Regions from separate parts of the Mus musculus genome. Here region 1 is linked to region 2. A link is a contact called in public Hi-C data. All regions are on one chromosome and are shown on one strand. The core of a region is the stretch at or near the end of the contact, and the rest is flanking DNA. Distances in the headings are between cores, read along the strand shown. Region 1 overlaps Bcas3 (breast carcinoma amplified sequence 3). Region 2 overlaps Bcas3 (breast carcinoma amplified sequence 3).

The links. A called contact is a pair of places that touch in the nucleus more often than the background predicts.
Region 1: a Hi-C map of cortical neurons shows a contact between it and region 2, with 1.9 times the contacts expected there. The contact joins two enhancer-like sites. A contact is called at or near these places in 4 of 39 promoter capture datasets (cranial neural crest, hippocampal neurons, liver and 1 more), 1 of 484 Hi-C or Micro-C datasets (cortical neurons), 1 of 115 datasets of contacts at active chromatin or transcription factors (embryonic stem cells) and 3 of 9 other capture datasets (adipose tissue, liver and pancreatic islet).

The regions. Positions count from the first base shown.
Region 1 is chr11:85,753,068-85,757,807 of GRCm38.p6, reverse strand. All of the region lies in intron 22 of Bcas3 (breast carcinoma amplified sequence 3), which reads right to left. Among named protein-coding and RNA genes, the nearest start is that of Mir5110, 5.3 kb to the left of the region's middle. Within about 2 kb of position 2,572, at least 18 of the 459 cell types and tissues checked have an H3K27ac peak or open chromatin away from gene starts, as enhancers often do. A contact at or near this core is called in cortical neurons, where this site is marked.
Region 2 is chr11:85,638,207-85,643,557 of GRCm38.p6, reverse strand. All of the region lies in intron 22 of Bcas3 (breast carcinoma amplified sequence 3), which reads right to left. Among named protein-coding and RNA genes, the nearest start is that of Bcas3os1, 79 kb to the left of the region's middle. Within about 2 kb of position 2,882, at least 52 of the 459 cell types and tissues checked have an H3K27ac peak or open chromatin away from gene starts, as enhancers often do. A contact at or near this core is called in cortical neurons, where this site is marked.

The sequences.
Region 1 (4,740 bases), core at 1,323-3,822, 110 kb before region 2:
CCTCTGCTAGAGTTAGCTGTTAAATTCCCCAGGACAGAGTCAGTATTTTAATCAGAATCTAATCTCTATGTATAATATCTCAAATATGAGGAAAATTTGTATATTTATAAAATAGGAATAAAATAGTTAACATTATTGAGAGTTAAACATTAAAAAAATTAGTTATTTTTATGTGTATGAGTGTTAGTTATTTTTATGTGTATGAGTGTTCTGCCTTCATACCTAGTGTCCTCAGAGGTGGGAAGGGGGGGGGGGTCAGACCTGAGACTGGGGTCCGAGATGGTGGCAAGCCATATGTAAGTGCTGGGAACTGAACCTGTGAGTCTTCAAGAAAAACAAATATTCCTCACAGCTGAGCCATCTCTCCAGCTCTGCAAATAAAGTTTTTATGGGTGGCTCCAGGCAATATTTTAAGTGTTCTACAGATAGGAACCCACTGAATTATCCTAACAATGCTAGAAGGAAGGTATGCTATGTTACAGATGCAAACATGGAAGCAGAAGTAGACACACATAAGGACCCCAAGCCATGCAAGGGAAAGAACCAAGGATACAATTTTAAAGATAGACAAATGACCCAAACCTGACACTTCTTAAAAGAAAACATACCAGTGAGCAGTGAATGCAATCCAAACCACTACGGAGTCATCACCTCACCCTGGTGAGGATAGAGAAGGCTGGTGAGGGCAAGAAGGGGGTTCCCACACACGGTGGGGAGAAAGTGGGGTTCCCACACACGGTAGGGAGAAAATGGACTCCCACACACTATGGGGGGGATAGTTTAGTATCACCGTGAAAATAATACGAAGGTTCAGAAAAAAACAACCAAACAACCACCATCACCATTTGGTGATTCTACCACTGGGTTTGTAGCCAAAGGAAATGAAATTAGCATATAAAAGAGGAATTTACACTCTCATCTTTACTATAGCCAAGACAGAATCAACCTGGGTGTCCACCAATGGGTGAATGGGTGAAGGAATGTTGTATTATAAAAAACTGATCTCATAAAAGAGTAGAATAAAGGCCAGTGGAGTCTAGGAGGGAGAGGGAGATGGAGGATGCAAAGGGGGTTGCAATAGAGAGCAAACTACAGTTAGGTAGGAGGAACCAGTTTAAAGTCTTACTTTCCAAAAGATTTCCAACAGAGAAAATTATAAATGCTAATTACTCAAAATTGATCATTACATTTACATATATCTAATTACCATAATTTATCCCATGAATACATATATGTGATTTAAAATAAAAAAGGCAGGCTGGGAACTGAAGTCCAGGGTCCAGGTGTTGTCCACTGAGGAGCCACACTGTCCTCACAGGTCACTTGGATCTTAGCCCTTTCTCTTGGAGACACCTCCCTCCTCCTGGCTGCCCTGCTCCAGACACAGGGCCCACAGCCTTGACAGCCCGTCCTCTGGAAGAGGCTAAGGCACCATACTACTCTGCTCAGATGCCAGTGTCTGCAACGAGACTGAGAGCGTTGTCAGGTAGCACAGGCTTGTTCCGTCTTCTAAGCCATTCACTCCTCAAGAGTTTTGGTCAATTCCTTGACTCCATAACTGAGTTGGAAATATTAATTCCTAAGAGATATAGGCTAGACAGGCAAGCAGGAGTCGGGAGAGGAAGAAGGCCAAGGACATAGTTCTATGCCGTGTCCTTCCTGTCACTATGTCGGGCCCACAGGTCTAACCCTTTGAATGGTTCCGGATATCTCCTTGAGAAAAGGCAAACTTGGAGAAGTGACACTGAGGCTAGCATTCAAATGTCCTATCTGCCCATACTTTCTCTAGACATGACTACCTGTCATGCATCCCTTATTATCCTGTTCTGAATGGGGAGGAAGATGGAGGCTGCCTTATGTCTTGAAAACTCTGAGAGATGCTTACAAGTCAGTGAAGAATCAGCCGAGCCCTTTCTGTCCAACCCACACAAGCTAAGGCTCTCTCCCCCTTACACTCAAGGCAAAGCTAAGAAAAGCATCATTTCTTATAGTGGGGAAAGGATGAGGTAGGTGGAATTAACACTGTTTGAATCATGAATCCAAAGGCAATAGGATTCCACACTGAAAACACTTAGAGGACAGGGTGGGAGAAGTCCCCAGGATCTGCCTGAAGCCGCATGGACAGAGGGAGTCATGCACAGTACTTCCCCAGCCTACTAACACTTTGGTACATAAACTTTATAAGTATAATGTTGGCAGATTCTAGTGCATAAAAAAAGTAGCTAAAAAAACTCAAACCATAAATAATGCCAAGTAATAAAGGAGGTGAATGTTTCTGTTATTAGATTCTTTCATTGTATAAATCTATTTAATAAGCTGGCTTGGAATCTCTGATAGAAAACAGACTTAGTGTGGTGTGACAGACCAATCTGTTCTAGAAGGCTAGCACAGGGGACTCATGCCAAGTTATACTTCTCTGTTCTTAACCAATGCAACTTAAAATGTAATTGTTGTTTCCTTGCTCAGAAATGGAAAATGTCTTGGGAGGCTGCACTTGCAGGGAGAGAGCATGCTCCGTGGGTGTCACGGAGCGCTCCCTCCTGCTTTCTCCCTCTCGATGCCATCTGCAGCCGCATCCTTGAAAGCACTGTACTGTATTTATAGAGCCTGCTGCCTTTTGTCTTACTCACCGAGAGGGGCCGGGGGTTTGTGGATGCCTCCTGGTTTTTAGAGTGTGCTTTCTCAACATTTAATAGAATGTGTTTAGAAAAGTTCCTCCAAATAGCCTCCTTTGACCCAAGACCCATGGCAACCACTTTGGGTAGAAAAATCCACTGAATGCGTGAGGGGGTGGGAGAGTGGGGAGGAGGGGATGGGATGGGGCCTCCGGGGTCACATCCATCTTCTGACACCATAGTTTCTAACGGCTTGTTGATGTTTGCTGGGGTTACTATCATTATGATGGGCTGTAAAATGAAATGCTATAAACCAACCGAAGGCCTGAGTAGAAATATTTGCCGAATGGCATAAGCGACACCTTCAAGAGCCCCCACACACTCAGCCATGCTTCAGGGCTTGGCTGGTTATATACACTGCTGTTTATAGCACTGGGATGCACAAATTCTGTCACCTGGCCAGCTTCTGACCCAAATACCCTGGTCCCACACCACACTCTTCCAAGTGGTTGTTAAACAGGTAAAACAAAAATCAATGAGACAAAATACCTTACTTATTTGTTCAATTTTACCCCTGTATGGAAGCTGCAAGACACCATGGTATAAAGATGCATTATTTAGCATTTGTGTCACATCTGTATGTAAATAGCTGATGTTTTGCAATGCACTTTATCTAGATAGTATTAACAATAGGGTTTGGTGACTCATGCCCACAGTCTCAGCACTTGAGAGGTAAAAGAAAGAAGATCTAGGTTCAAGGACAACTACAGAGCAAGTTAGAGCCCAGCCTGGGACACAAAAGACCCTGTCTAAAAAGGAGGGAAAAGAAAAGAAAGAGTGCTGGAGAGATGGATGGCTCGACAGTTAAGAGTGCATTCTGCGCTGGGCAGTGGTGGAGCACCGCCTTTAATCCCAGCACTTGGGAGGTAGAGGCAGGCAGATTTCTGAGTTCAAGGCCAGCCTGGTCTACACAGTGAGTTCCAGGACAGCAGGACAGCCTGAACTATACAGAGAAACCCTGCCTCAGAAAACCAAAAAAAAAAAAAAAAAAAAAAGTATATTCTGCTTTTGTTGAGGACCTAAGTTCAGTTCTCTTGTTGGGTGATTCCAGCTCCAGAGGATACAGTACCCTCTTCTGGCCTCCACAGGCACAGCACTCCTATGCACAAATCCATACACAGATACACTCTTTTTAAGAATAAAAAGTCTTAAAAATCCATAAATTTTAAGACAGTGGTGATGCACACCTTTAATCCCAGCACTTGGGAGGCAGAGGCAGGCAGATTTCTGAGTTCCGAGTCCAGCCTGATCTATAGAGTGAATTCCAGGATAGCCAGGGCTACACAGAGAAACCCTGTCTCAAAAAACAAAAACAAATCTGTAATAGAAGGTCATATAAAATTAATCACAAGTTTGAATTAGATACTTTATCTAGTTATTTCCTGAATTAGTTATTAAGTCCTTATCCAGGAATGTTTGGGGAAATGTAGAACACTTAGACATGAAATTAGCCAGAGGTCCCTCCACGGTTTCTCAGAATTATAGTTTCTTTTATTTCTGAATATTTTACTAATGTACTCTGGCACACTCCCACTGAGGAAGAACGGGATTATTTCTGTCTTATACAACTAGAAAGACATCAAATAGAAGAAGATGCAGTTCAAAGGAACTGCTTGCATCTTAGCTGGAGGCCAGACAGAGGCCAGGCAGCTCTGGTTAGGCTCTCTGTTGTTGTGAACCCCGTGGGAAGGGAAAGCTGGACTCATGTCCACACTAAGGCCCCAAGTATTCAAGCAAACTCCAGTATCTCTTGTAATAGAAGCAAGGAATGGGAAGGCTCCTTTGTTCCTCAAAAAGGAACCTGAAGACAATCAGAGACATCCCTTGGGGTGTAGCTCCAAGGGAGCCCCAGGACCAAGGCAAAGAACACCGAAGCTGGGAGGCACAAGGGTGGGCACCACTGAGCCAGGCCCTGGACTTGGCCCCTTCTTCTCTCTGATCAAGCCAGCTGGTTTTTGAGAGAATCACAAAGCTGGTGAAACTGGCCCAACGATATCAAGCCTAGAACTGTTCTAGAAAGATCTGAAGCAGGAAAAATGACAGATTTGGAAATAATCATCTAATT
Region 2 (5,351 bases), core at 1,633-4,132:
AACAATGGCAGGAGCAGAAATGAAATAGACGAGGGTAAAGTCACTTAGAAATTCTTTCTAAAAATCTACTCAGAATATTTCTAATATTTTTCTGATCAAGGAGGAAAGAAATATGTTAAGAAGTCAGATCACTGAAACATTCAACTATTTCTACAAAAAAAAAAAAAAAAAAAAACCAAAAACAGCTTTAAATGATAAAAGCCAATTTATCGGTGAAAAGTAATTTTTCTACACTTACCTGAAATCTGATTCTAGTAATAGAAAGATTTTTCATGACTATTTATAGGAGATTTCACTTTAACCTTTTTTTATTTTTTACTTAAAGATAACAACCACATACTTCCTTTTACTTCTGTTGCATAAAACGTCTCAGCTGGGCTGCTTAAATCATGGCACTATGGAGGCCCACATACAAGGCATCAGAACTGACCTGCTCTAGGACTGCGCTGATAATTCTTATGGCAAATTTTATTTAGAACATGGGAATAATTCAGAATGAGGCATGGATGAACCACATTGGTCTCGAACAGTACGATGATTTTCAGGTAGAAAGGGACATGCTTTAGGGGAAACTAGAATAAGCAAAACATAAAGCACGAGTCACGAGTGGAGACATAAAGGCCTCCCTGGGAAGCCTTCAAAGCAACAGGCTAGGACGGAAGGCCTCGTCATGGCCTCAGAGCTGGAGTCTGCATCCTCCCCATTGACTGACTCAGCCCAGGCTGGCCACCCTCCCTCCACACTTCCTCAGTGATGCACAAGGCTTCTCCCACTCTCTGTTACTGCAGTTTCCATAATTGTAACAATCCACTGAATGCGTGCCCACGTGTGGGTTTACTTACAAGTGCTTTGAAAGTCAGAATAACAGAATTTAGGAAGATGTTCCCTTGAAATCACCCCAGAAACTAAGCTCTCATTTCATGCATTATTTCTTATGTGTGTGTAAATTTTACTTTTGTTGATGATTAATTTCTGTTTAAAGTAACTCCCACAAGTATAAGGAATGTAAAAATAAGCCAAACACAATCTCTCAAAGCTGACGGTGGGTATAGCCTCTCTGATATCAAACCACAGCAACATTTAATTTTGAAAATGAGTAGAGGAAAACATATTGATTTTCTGTTCCTATGTGTAATTCTTACTGAGTAATCAGAGGCTAAAGGAAAAAGAATACTACTCATGGTTGCGAACGTGAGCACTGTAACTCCTTCTTGGACTTTAAAGGGCACAGATTATGAATACATACTAATTCACAGGCTTGTCCTTGTAGTAGAAAGTTATAGCAACATATTTTAATTTGTTAAATTGTGCCGAGAAAATATATAAGCTGAATATGAATTCCCTCTATACACACAGAGAGGGATGCATTTCTAACAATAAAATGTGAACTTCACGTGAAATATCTGAGCTTAGAATTTGGTCATTTCCTGGCTTTTGTATTTTGGTTATCATTATTTTAAAAAACATAAGCGCCTTTCTTTGAACAGGCTAAGCTGTCCACCATCTACACAGGATTCCTTCTGAAAAGCGGCCTTTCCCGCTTTTGTGGGCTGCTTTCCCTCTTCAAACAAATACCAGTGTCAGTTAACTGGCTCTTTGTGTGACTTGAGTTTTCTTGTGAAGACTTGAGTGTTGAAAATACTTAGAAGTCTGGTTGCAGATAACCTGATATTTGATATCATATTAATGTGATCTGCCTAATCTCAAAGATTCACTTCCTAAACTCCCAACAACTGTATCAGCTCCACAAATTCAGTAAAACACTTTGGAGAGGGTGGCAGCCCTGCTAAGTCTAATTTGATTTTTAAAATGACTCAGAGATTTAGTTTAACTACATTATAGCGGTTGATGGTGGGTTAAATCAAAAAACAAATATCAACCACAGAAAGTCATGTGCACACTCTATCACTCTCTCTGAGACATGACTGAAACCCTTGGGCAAAACATGGCACAAAGGGCAACGCGCTAACACAATGAGACATTTGATGGGCTCTGCAGAGGATGAGAAATCATCTCTCAGATGTCCGTAAAATGTGGAAACAAATCTTCTCATAGATGTTAGAAAATAAATAAATCAAGCATATAAACAAAATATCCATGATTAAATAAAATTTTAGGTGATTGAAACTGACTAGCATTTTACAATATTAATGCTAATGGAATACTGTAGGCTAATTTACATATTTAACAGCTCCCATTAAAAAAGAAAAAAGGAGCTGAATGCAGGAAGGAGAAGTAAGTGGAAAAGTCCAGCCACACACGATAAGGAGTCAGGACAGGAGAGACATCAAATCAGTCAGAAATACACAAGAGCAGTTGCTAATGCTGCGTCAGGAAATAAGGTAGTTAGAGAAAGGTTGCAATCTAAAGAGAAAACACTTTTAGGAAATGGCAAAATTAAAACAGAAGTAGATATGTAAAATAGATGAATGAAGACAAGGTCTTCCTGCACCAAGGGAGTTGTTTAGGAGAAACAGTGTCCGTTTGTGGCCAGCGATAATACTTTCCATTCAATAGACTTTGCAGCTTGCTGATTCATATGATTGCAGGCTGGCGCCCTGCTGGCGAGCCTCTCCACTGAAATTAAATCCACTCTCTTCAGTTATAAATTATAATGCTCTATAAACAACACTCCCATTGGGAATGGGGGAGGGAGAGAGAAAGGGAGGGAGGGAGGGAGAAAGAGAGGAAGAGAATGAGAGGAACAAGTGAGACAGAAGAGGCAGGCAGGGAGGGAGGCAGGGAGGGAGGGCAAGCTTGCTTTCTGCACAGCCCACTCACTGTTTCATGTCCTGCTCTTCAGCAACAAACAAGGCGAGCAGTCCTCCACACGGCAGGCACTCTGCTGTAATTCATACACTGTTTGATGTGGCGCCCAGAAAGGAACATGGGATAGTAAGGCGAGTCTAGAGGGAAAGCACTTAGGAGGCGGTGAGTACTCCCGCACAAGGAGAGAGAGCCCGTTTCATATATGGATTTTTTTCAAATATATTATTGAATAGATCTTTGGAGTCTCCAGGGACAGCCAAAATGAATAAAATCCTGAATTCTACTTAGATAAACCAGACCTCCCCGTTGGGCATCTTTTCATATCCAAATCAATAGGAGATAGATGTCCCCTCCCCATAAGATGCACAAGAAAAGCAAAGAAGGAGGAACACAGAGTTAAAAATAATCAATCCCAAATGGCTTCAGCCGCAGAGTCCAGAGCAAAGACCATGGTCAATGATCTATCTGATCACCATGGCAGCCAGAGATGGACATGTCTGCTGTCTTGTTAGGAACATCTACTTCAGAACTCAATCAGTGTGTGATGTTGATTAGAGACTTCAGAAACTACTTCTTCAAGAAAGCGTTTTCAAATGGGGTGGGAGGAACAACCCCACAAACAGTAAATCAGCCAACTACTCTGTGAAGGGACCTACTGCTGATCTGTCTGCATGCAACCAGTTCCCAAGACTAACCTGTAGCCACAGTCCAGATTCTTCAATGCATGTGAGCCTTAAAAGTGTTATATATGCTCCAATGAAGGGAAAAGAATAATCCACTAGCTGCCACCTAGCACCCCAAGTTTCACTCCACAACATTACCCATCAACTACAAAAAACACAATTGCAGATTTAAAAAATAAAAAAAATCAGCCCTGCAATCTCTTCCCAAATGCTGAAGCTGGACATAAAAATAAAGGTGGGGGAAGGAGTCAGAGAGAGGGAGTGGGAGGGGCAAGCTGTCAAACACAGGTATAAGGATGGCCTGGGAAAGGGGCCATCGACAGAGATGCCACCACCAGTGGGGATCCAGGAAGCAGGACTCCACAAGCTACAGCTCCCATTTCTCCACTTTTATGTGTATACAGAGCAGACACTACTCTAAGTTTACCCCAAAGAAGCAGACAGAAGAGATGCCACCTTCCCTGAAGCCACAGAATAAAAAAAGAAAAAGAAAAGAAAAAGAAAAGAAAAAGGACAGGCAACTGCCATTCCAAGTTTTGGCTGGAAGTATTTTTACCTGTTTAAATTCCAATCCCTGGATAGAAGACTTTAAAATTAATATCACTGACCCAAACCTTAATCAGAGAATTAAAGACTTAGTAACAACTCTAGGGTTTTTTCTTTTTGATATTCTCTTTCCCTCTCCTTCTTCCTCTTCTTCCCCTCCCTCTCCCCTCCCCCTCCCTCCCTCTCTTTTAAACATGTCTGGCTGACTGACTGTCTCTGCTTTTGTCTGTGGTGCACACCAAGTAAATGATTTGCTGACAGGTGAGGTTCAGCAAATGCCTTTTCCCTCTGAGCCTGGTGAGCATGTTGGGAAGAGTCATTTAAGTCACTTAAGACAATCCCATGAAAAGTAAAGCTCGATTCTGAAATAAGAGTATAAGTTAGAGTTTAAAAATAAATTAAATAAAGGAAACATTAAAAGATAAATGGCGCAGGATGCTCTGTGGCTGAGGTAATCGGAGTGGAGAGGGGAGGAGGGTTACGTTAATAAATGATTAAAAGGCCTTAACAAGGGCCTATCAGGTTGACCGGGAAAGCATTCCTCCGCCCTGCTCCTCCCCCAGACCACCTTTTTTACATTTGTTCTCAATGCAGATCAATATGGTTTTCATTTGCTGATTTCCATAATGCCGTATGTGATCTGCCAGCCTGACATAATGAAGCTGGAAAGAGCTGAAGTCATTCGAACGTTCTCGCTTGCATGACTGTCGCCAGTTCTCCAAATGTCTGTTATCCGAGAGCCAATATCTCCCTCCTGCTTATTGACAAATACCAGAAAGGTTTGCCTTGGGGCAGACATCAGAATCCAGTCCTGGGTGGCAGATCTATGTTGAAATTCAGCTAAAAAGCACCCTTTCTCAGTAGCTCCTTTTACCTCATCGCGTTAACTGCAGCTTAGCTTGGTTAAATGAGAAAAAAAAGATTTAAGTGTGAATTATCCATTTCTAAATGCAAATGCTCTGTTTCTTGATCAAATAATAAATCTATAAGAAGAAAGCATGAATACTTGACAGGGGGTGGGGGAGGGGTGGTAACCAAAGCCCAGGGACTAGTGACTGCTCCAGGCCACGTTTTCCAGGAGAAACAGCATAAGAACCTTTTACATAAACTTTATGTAAAAACTAAGTTATGAGTTTTTTTTCACACTTTGCTAAACCCAAAGTGTGGTTTATACATGGACCCACATTTTTAACTCTAACACACACACACATACACACACAGAGTCTCAGTCTGTCTCTCTCGCTCTCTCTCTCTCTCTCTCTCTCTCTCTCTCTCTCTCTCAGTAGGTCTCCTACACCTTCTTCATCATACAGTAACATGGGTTTGTTGAAGTCATCCCACGAATCACTTGTA